Linked DNA regions of Ovis aries: region 1 is linked to region 2. The links are chromatin contacts, called in public Hi-C maps. All regions are on one chromosome and are shown on one strand. Each heading gives the region's core, a stretch centred on a gene start, on an enhancer-like site or on the middle of the called end of the contact. The rest is flanking DNA. Distances are from core to core; before and after follow the strand shown. Region 1 has its middle 11 kb from the start of CITED2. Region 2 has its middle 32 kb from the start of TRNAS-GGA.

What was found. A called contact is a pair of places that touch in the nucleus more often than the background predicts.
Region 1: a Hi-C map of blood shows a contact between it and region 2, with 7 times the contacts expected there. The contact joins two enhancer-like sites. A contact is called at or near these places in 12 of 16 Hi-C or Micro-C datasets (blood, hypothalamus, liver and 5 more).

What each region holds. Positions count from the first base shown.
Region 1 is chr8:64,310,553-64,315,090 of ARS-UI_Ramb_v3.0, reverse strand. No RefSeq gene overlaps it. Among named protein-coding and RNA genes, the nearest start is that of CITED2, 11 kb to the left of the region's middle. Within about 2 kb of position 1,825, at least 6 of the 54 cell types and tissues checked have an H3K27ac peak or open chromatin away from gene starts, as enhancers often do.
Region 2 is chr8:64,182,603-64,187,717 of ARS-UI_Ramb_v3.0, reverse strand. No RefSeq gene overlaps it. Among named protein-coding and RNA genes, the nearest start is that of TRNAS-GGA, 32 kb to the left of the region's middle. Within about 2 kb of position 3,732, at least 9 of the 54 cell types and tissues checked have an H3K27ac peak or open chromatin away from gene starts, as enhancers often do.

The DNA.
Region 1 (4,538 bases), core at 576-3,075, 130 kb before region 2:
AAATTACTCCTATTCTTAGATGTCACTGATTGCAAGCTGATCAGACAACTTAATAAGAGTGCTTCAGGGAAAAACCCACTTCATTATATGTACACAAATTGTAAGCTATACTAACACAGCTATGACATGAATCTATTTATACAATTACATATGACTTCCTTCTAGGATTCACAAGACTTCAGTCTATACTTTTTCAAACCCATTCTAAAGATTCTTCCAACTGAAGTGCGGCCCCCTACAGTGCAAGGATAGCATTTGTGATGAGCCTGCCGAATCCTTCCTAACACTTTCACCACGTTAGCCCTGAAGTTGAAAGAATCCCAGTGATTTAAACTGTAATTTTGCTTTTTTTCTTCTTAGTTGAATTATATACACTAATAAATAGTATATAGTTAGACAGTAAATAGTTTCTTTCAGAAATTAAGCCAGCACCTTAGCTTTGTCAATTCTGTAATCTATTAAACAAAAATCTCATTGGCTAAATTCTTCCATGTAAAGACACCACATCACAACTTGACACACTGTCTGGAAGCAACTATGATTTAACACTGATTATAGGATTCACACTGATTTCAGAATATTAATATGTTAAAAAAACTGAACATCTTAGAATAAAGAAAATACAGTATTTAGTTACTTTACAGTTAATCTCCCTCAATCTATCTAAACTTTCTTGATATAGGTATAAGCCCAGTTCCTTCCGCTTTGGTCTTCTACTGAAATGGAGAACTCTTCCATTAATAGTTAGAATTTTTAAAAAGTAACAGGTCAGGAGTATAAACCATTGAGTTGTAGCCTTAGCTCTGCAACCAAAGAGCTGAGTAATTCAATCACTATTCTCTCAAGTTTCTTCATCAGTGAAATGAAGGTATATGTTTAATTAATATATCCTGTATTCAAATCCTCATGAAGGAAACATAAACCCATTCCTATCATTTTCTCCCTTTGGAAAGTAAAATATTGGAGTAAAATATTATATCAAACTCCTTCAAAATGTCATTTCTTACTGTTCTTTCTCTAATCTAACTGTGAGTCTGGGGGTGTGCTATAGACCTGAGCCAGTTGAGTCAATCCTCCAAGGGCTGCAATCAGGCAATGCTCCACTTCAATGTCAAAATGCACATAAGTGTTGGCTGCTGAGATTTCCCTATCTGTAAGCAAATATCAAAAAATGACCACCCACAACATATTTCTAGTACATGCAGTTGCAAAGACATAGGTGACTATGTAACATTCTTAAAAATAATTTGATCAGGTTCTGTTCTATTTTCTTACAGATTAAGTTCATTCTTCCAGTCTCATAAATAACACTCTCAAATATTTACACTCTCTTTCCTTCAAATGTCTGTTCCTGAACCACAGTCATCACTGTTATTGTTATTAACATCATCACTGTTATTGTTTATTTTCTCAGAGACAATCCTTTACATAATGCTAAAGTAGAGGAAGCTGGACAGTGTCAAACATTTTAAGTAGGTTTTAAGGGTTGTCAAGGAGCAGGAGGCACATGGCTGACATCTTATTTCCCTCCCCTCAACTTCCCAACACACATAGTCTCTTTGTTTCACACCACAACATTCCTCCAATTTGGAGAATCAGTTGTTTAGCTAGATGACAAGCTAACAGACTAGTCAAAAATAGCATATAAAAGGAATCACAGAGCATAATTTGTAAATAATTCGTTTAACTGACTGTAAAAGTAATGTAGCTAAAGAACTACAACAAAATATTAATACAATAACATATTTGTTCCTTTCACTACTTGGCCACTAGGTGTAGCTGAAGGCCTGTAAGCCCATAATTGCATTTTTCTCCTGAGCAACCAAGACGAGAGTGTCACATACCTAAAGAAATTGCCCTCCACCACTGCTGATTTTACTGAAACATACACTATACCACATGACCTATTATAACCTTCAACATTAAGGACAAGCCAAAGACACTTCTTTAACTCTCTGCCCAGGTACCATTACTCATTACACTCTAATAAAAATTGCAAATTGACAAAAGGTGTCTTTGAGTGAGCCTCCACTTTTACGCTCTAATTCTCCCCTACCCTTTCTGAAGTGCTCTCATCCTGCCTTCCACTTACTCAGGTACCAGGGGCTCCGTTTTCTGCCCCACTAAGAACACATATCTTAAGAGAGAAACTCTAGAGAGAGTACAGCATTTAAACTACAGGAATGTTTTGAATAATAAGACTGAGTGCCTCAGTCAGAAAGATATTTTTAGGTTGTTAATCCTTTCTCTGACCCATTGCTCTCTCCTGTTTCTCCTCCTGCCTGTCAAGCCCATCCAGTTCAATGCCTTTCATTGGCCCTTTGCTCTTACTTTAAATGTTGGTGGACTGGACTGTGGCTCAAACAGCTGCCTGAAAGCTATCTAGCACATTAGCTGACCAGGAAAATTCCAACCAAAAAAAACAGAAACTATAGTCAGATTACAGTGGTGCTTAAACTGAAATTCTCTGGATTTGAGCCTGAGCTGCCCTTTGGGGGCCATATACTTATACTGAAGATGAGTGAAACTAGCTTGCAGAAGTCAAAAGGAGAATTGGTGTTCACTAGGCCTCTCACCTCACCGCACTAGCGAATTCCATGAATCCAGAGGAGTGGAACACCTTGTCAGAACAAAGCAATACTAAGAGACCACATGATCCCAAGCACAGATGGAGAGAGAAGGTGCATCTGTCATTGACAGCTTTTTAACTCCCTGATTCAGCACCCAGAACCCAGCCATCAGCTGGGCATAGTTCCTATGAAATATCCCCAGACAAGTCTTCATCTGCTCTAGCTTGAGTGATTCAAACACCTATTTAACGACTCTATGCTTTGGCATATGTTGTTTCCTCTGCCTGGAAGGCCCTTTTCATTTTCCCCTTGATGAAGTGGCCTTCAAAATCCATCTCAAGTATCTTCCTCTCTGAGAGACCTCCCTACATTGTGGCAGATTGGTTAATTCACTAATTTAATAATGTCAACAAGGACTTGTTTTTTTTTTTTCTTTTTACCTCAGACTGGTGACAAGTGACATTAGAAGAGCTTACATGATGTATGGACCAACAAGGTCCAAAAAAATGGCTATCTCTTTCTGTGGCTTTTTTTTTTCCTTCAAGAGAAAATAAAACTTCCCAGAAGAATCCCTTCCCTCCATGTACTGTGTCACATCCCCTTTTCTGAACTAACCATTGGGATAGGTTTTACCACAGAATGGAATTAACACAATTAGGGTAGGTAGGGTAGGTAGATGGAGGCCAACAACTCCATCACTAGAAGATTCAAAAGTTAAGTGAACTCTTTCCAAAATTCTTGTTTTAAGGCCTGGATTTTTTGCTGGAACTTAAAAGAACTATTTTTAAAGCCTTTATATTTTCAAATGAGTCTTCTTTATATAATAAAGATGTATTGCTAACAAAATTATATTATGAATCACTCAGAGCAGGTTTATTTGATAAAGGTTGAAATGTCTTCTATAAAGTGACATTTGCTAATATAAATAAATATCCTCTTAAATGTCTTCATTTCTGGCCCTTCGAAAATTCTCTTGTTAATATGATTAATCAACAATTTCGTTGAACCAAGAAAATCATGTACATGTTGGCAGGTGATTAATCTTAGTGCAAAATGAAGAGAACCTAATATTTAGGAACAAATTATTGACAGCTATGTCGTATTTCCATGATAAAATTCATTGGTTCCTATGCCAAAGCCAAAAAAGAATACAGAATTAGTCTGCTAAGATGGAAAAGGGGTGGGGGGTGGGGCATAAGAGAAATCTACCGCAGGATATCTTTTATTCTGTCTACTCATTGCTTGCTCTAGCCTTCCACAAAATACCTTTCTCCACCCCAGTAATGTATCCACATAAGAATACACATGATTTTACTTGACGACCATGCTTGGTTAGGTTTGCCCAGATAGACTGAATTGGTCTAATCATCATAACTTATCCACCTGGCTGCAGCTGACTGGTCCATGGATAAAACCTGACCCAATAAAAACCTTTCCCAGTGAGTTTAACAATAGAGAGGTCAAGTTTTTTCTCTAGTGATGAAATTACAAGTTTGGAAACTGCTGTTAGCCATACTGCCAGCTGTACTGAATGAGCTAGTCTGAGAGAGTCAAAACAACATGAAGAGAGAGAAGCAGAGACAAAAATCTGAGTCCCTGAAGTCTAGTTGCAACTTTGTCTTTCCTGAAGTTTAGCTACATGAAACAATATATTTTCCTGTCCCTGCACTAATCTGAGTTAGATTCAGTCACATGACACAAAACCATCCTAACACATACTAACACAAATTTTTTTAAATGTTTCATTGAAATACATATTGGGGGGTTATTTTATACCTACACTAGTGAGTGAAGTAAAAAATGATCTTTTCCACAAAAAAATGAGGTATGTAAAGTGTCTGTTTTAAAGTATCAGAGGAAATTTAAAATTTCCTCCTCAGTTAAAGCTTCTAACATACTCTTGCACCGATATTACAGTGAGCAATGGATACTGATGTGCTGTGCAAATTTCCCTTCAGGACTGAGGAC
Region 2 (5,115 bases), core at 2,483-4,982:
CATGATAAAAGTGCCTGCCCTTTAGAGGAGTGGTGGCCCATATTTGCCAGGCATTTATCAGACACAAAGAAAATGCCCCACAAGTGGACTCATCTCTCTGAGAAGTTGCTTTGTATGCATTCAGATTTTTAAAAGACACAGCTAATACCTCTCTTTGCAAGGTGGGCAAAGGTTTGCTAACATGGCAGATATTCATCCCATAAACTAAGAGATTGTTGTTGTTGTTCAGTCGCTAAGTCATGTCCGACTCTGCAACCCCATGGACTGCAGCATGCCAGGCTTCCCTGTCCTTCACTATCTCCCGGAGTGTGCTCAAACTCATGTCCACTGAGTCAATGATGCTCTCTAACCATCTCATCCTCTGCCACCCTCTTCTCCTTTTGCCTTCAATCTTTCCCAGCATCAAGGTCTTTTCCAGTGAGTCAGTTCTTTGCATCAGGTGGCCAAAGTATTGGAGATTCAGCTTCAGCATCAGTCCTTCCCGTGAATATTTAGGATTGATTTCCTCTGGATTGACTGGTTTGATCTCCTTGCTGTCCAAGAGACTCTCAAGAGTCTTCTCCAGCACCACAGTTCAAGCAGCAATTCTTCAGCACTCAGCCTTCTTTATGGTGCAACTCTCACATCTATACATGATGACTGAGAAAAACATAGCTTTGACTATAAAACTGTTTGTCCACAAAGTGATGTCTTTATTTTTAATACACTTTCTAGGTTTATCATAGCTTTCCTTCCAAGAAGAAAGTGTCTTTTAATTACATGGCTGCAGTCACTGTTTACAGTGATTTTGGAGCCCAAGAAAAGAAAATCTGTCACTGCTTCTACTTTTCCCCCTTCTATTTGCCAAGAAGTGCTGAGACCTGATGCCATGATCTTAGTTTTTTGAATGTTGTTTTCAGTCAGCTTTTTCACTCTCCTCTTTCTAAAGAGGAACTAAAGAGGCTCTTTAGTTTCCCTTCAATTTGTGCCATTAAAGTAGTATAATCTGCCTATGTAAGTTGTTGATATTTCTCCTTGCAATCTTGATTCCAGCTTGGGATTCATCCAGCCCAGCATTTCACATGATATATTCTGCATAGAAGTTAAATAAACAGGATGAAAATATACAACCTTATACTCCTTTCCCAATTTTGAACCAGTCATTTGTTCCATGTAAGGTTCTAACTGTTGTTTCTTGACCCACATACAGGTTTCTCAGGAGACAAGTAAGGTGGTCTAAGTAGTCCCATTTCTTTAAGAGTTTTCCACAATTTCTTGTGATGATCCACACAGTCAAAGGCTTTAGCATAGTCAATGAAGCAGAAGTAGATGTTTTTCCGGAATTCCCTTGCTTTCCCTATGATCCAATGAATCAGTTGGCCATTTGATCTCTGGTTCCTTTGCCTTTTCTAAACCCAGTTTGTACATCTGGAAGTTCTTGGTTCACCTAGTGCCAAAGCCTGAGCATTACCTTACAGGCCTGTGAAATAAGCACAATTGTCCAGAAGTTGAACATTCTTTGGCACTGCCCTTCTTTGTGACTGGAATGAAAACTGACCTTTTCCAGTCCTGTGGCCACTGCTGAGTTCTCCAAATTTGCTGACATATTGAGTGTAGCACTTTAACAGCATTATCTTTTAGTATTTGAAATAGCTCAGCTGGAATTCCATCACCTACACTAGCTTTGTTCATAGTAATGCTTCCTAAGGCCCACTTCATTTCACACTCCAGGATGTCTGGCTATGGGTGAATAACCACACTACTGTGGTTATCCAGGTCTTTAAGGCCTTTCTTGTATAATTCTTCTGTGTATTCTTGCCACCTCTTCTTAATCTCTTCTGCCTCTGTTAGGTCCTTACCATTTCTGATGTTTATCGTGCCCATCCTTGCCTGAAATGTTCCCTTGTTACCTCCTATTTTCTCAAAGAGATCTTTAGTCCTTCTCACTCTATTGTTTTCTTATACTTCTTTGCATTGTTTATTAAAAGAGACTAAAGTGAAAATCACTTAATCATGTCTGACTCTTTGCAACTCCATGGACTGTACAGTTCATGGAATTCTGCAGGCCAGAATAGTGGCATGGGTAGCCATTCCCTTTTCCAGGGGATCTTCCCAACCCAGGGATTAAACCCAGGTCTCCCGCATAACAGGCAGATTCTTTACCAGCCATCAGGGAAGCCCAAGAATACTGGAGTGGGTAGCCTATTCCTTCTCCAGCGGATCTTCCCAACCCAGGAATTGAACCAGGATCTCCTGCATTGCAGGCAGATTCTTTACCAGCTGAACTACCAGAGACTAGCAAAAGCCAAATCTCAGTGACCCATGGTTTCGGTTTCCCATCACTTTGTTTATAAGAATTGAAATTAGAAATAGGGGGCATGTTGTTGACTGTCTTAGTCTTCATACTGCTATACCAAAATATCACAGACCGAGTGGCTTAAAAACAACGTAAATTTATTTCTCACAGTTCTGGAGGCTGGAAAGTCCAAAATCAAGGTGCAGGCAGATTCAATGTCTGGTGAGAGCCTGCTTCCTGGTTCAGAGCTGGCCATCTTCTGTGTCTTCACCTGCTGGAGGGATGAGAAGGCTCTCTGGAACTTCTTTCCCAAGGGCATTCATCCCATTCATTAGGGCTCCACCCTTATGACTGAATCACCTCTCAACGGCCCCACATCTTAATACCATCACATTAGTCGCTCACTGGTGTCCAACTCTTTGTCACCCCATGAGCCTGCCAGGCTCCTTTGTCCATGCAATTCTCCAGGCAAGAATATTGGAATGGGTTGCCACACCCTCCTCCAGGGGATCTCATCATATTGGGGATTACAATTTAAACACAAGAACTTCGAAGAACACATTCAGTCCATAACACTGCTTGAGACTCAGCTGTCAGAAGGAGAAGGCAATGGCAACCCACTCCAGTACTCTTTCCTGGAAAATCCCATGGACGGAGGAGCCTGGAAGGCTGCAGTCCATGGGGTTGCGAAGAGCTGGACAGGACTGAGTGACTTCACTTTCACTTTTCACTTTCACGCATCGGAGAAGGAAATGGCAACCCACTCCAGTGTTCTTGCCTGGAGAATCCCAGGGACGGTGGAGCCTGGTGGGCTACCGTCTATGCGGTCGCACAGAGTCAGACACGACTGAAGCAACTTAGCAGCAGCAGCAGCTGTCAAAAAGTGGTAATTATGGTGACTATATATTCTATACCCCAAATAGAAGGAGGCACTGAGGGCTACTGCTCTTACATCAGTAATAAGATCGAATGCTGGAAATCAAGACTGACCAGGAGAAGCCAGCTCATAAGTATAAAAATTATAATTCTGTCACTGGTTCAAAATGTTCTTGATTTTCACTAAATTGGCTCCAAAATGGGGCTTTAGAGAGCTGGCCACATTGATGAGATTTTTCCAGACCACAGTTACAGGAGAGAAGGGCCTTCCTGGACTCTGGTCTCGGCCTCCAAGCTGCTCCCAGACCCATCTGCAGGGAACCAGATAACAGACCCCTAACCTGCTTATTTCAGTCAGCGGTTTTGCTTCTCGCAGTGCCCAACCTCACAGATGCCAAAGGCCTTTACTCTGAACCTGCCTGCGAGCAAGGACAGTTCAGCAGCAGCTGCCACCGCGCCGATAATGGGTTTATGCTGCTGCCGACCCAAGGAAGCCGCTTTGAGTTGACGATGTATCTGCATTCCTGCAGCCCAAACCCACACCCTCCGCGATGGCTGCGGCACAGAGAGAGCACGAGCGCCACCTACTGAGCACTGCAGGCCTAGCTGGCTTCACGGCCAGCAAGACGGGCATGGCACCCAGGGTTGGCCTGAAAACCACCTTTGTACAGTCATTAAGGAGGCCTCATCTTCTGCCAAAGTTGGTGACTGTTTTTGAGAGTTACACTGAAAAAAGTTACAAGGAAGTTCATTTTGCCCTGAACAAACTTGAAACTTAACTACAGTTGGGATCCAGGCAGTATTCCACTTAAGTGAGACATGGGCAAGCCAGCAACTGCAGAGTTTATAGAACACAATTAAGGACTCACCCTTAAGCAGGCAGTGGGTGAGGCACCAGGGACAGAAGGAGGAGTGATCTACACTAGACCAACAACAGAAAGGTGGTGAAGCTGTGTCTGTATTCCACAGCTGAGAAACACGCTCACTGAACTCAGCCATGATTCACTCCCGAGTCCACCTCCAAGGGTTTTCCATCTTTCCCTGTGTTCCATCACCACTGTCACTAAGCTGAGAAGAAGTCATGATGACTTCTTTATTGTTCTGTTTTGGTTTGATTCTTGAGTTGCTGACTGACAAATGATATGTTTGGAATTTTGTTCTCAAAATAGCTGCTTTGCAGATGCCCTAAGCCGGTCCTCTTGGCCAGGCTTTCTGAAAATAATGCCAGGAAAACTCTCAAAGTATTCAATCCCTTCCCTGTATTCACAAACTCCTCCACATGTGCTAATAGCGCATTTCTGACAATGATCAATAAAATATGGTTTCAAATGTTTTTAGCACCTAATGACCCAATCTTACTTCCTCAATACATACAAATAATAGGTTAGTTAGTAAATAAACAGTCTATTAAGTAAAAAACCCCAAACTGGGTGATATGGTCACACACTTTTGCATCTGGGCAGCAGAACCTGAACACCCCAGGGGACCCTTCCTGCAGAGAGATCCTGGTGCCCAGCCTCGGTCCACAGCCATCATCCAAGCATAATCCAATGAACTGCACAGGGGTGCTTCCTTCTCCAGGAAGAGGCCAGGTAAACACAAATAACTGGAAATGGGCAAAGATGCATGTTGGATGCAAGATACCCAGATTGAAGGGAGAATCAATAATTCACAAACTAAACTTTCTTAGGGTTTCCCTGATAGCTCAGTTGGTAAAGAATCCACCTGCAATGCAGGAGACCCCAGTTCAATTCCTGGGTCGGGAAGATCTGCTGGAGATGGGATAGGCTACCCACACCAGTATTCTTGGGCTCCCCTGGTGGCTCAGCTGGTAAAGAATCTGCCTGCAATGTGGGAGATCTGGGTTCGATCCCTTGGTTGGGAAGATCCCCTGAAGAAGGGAAAGGTTACCCACTCCAATATTCTGGCCTGGAGAATTCCATGGACTGATATAGTCCTGTGGG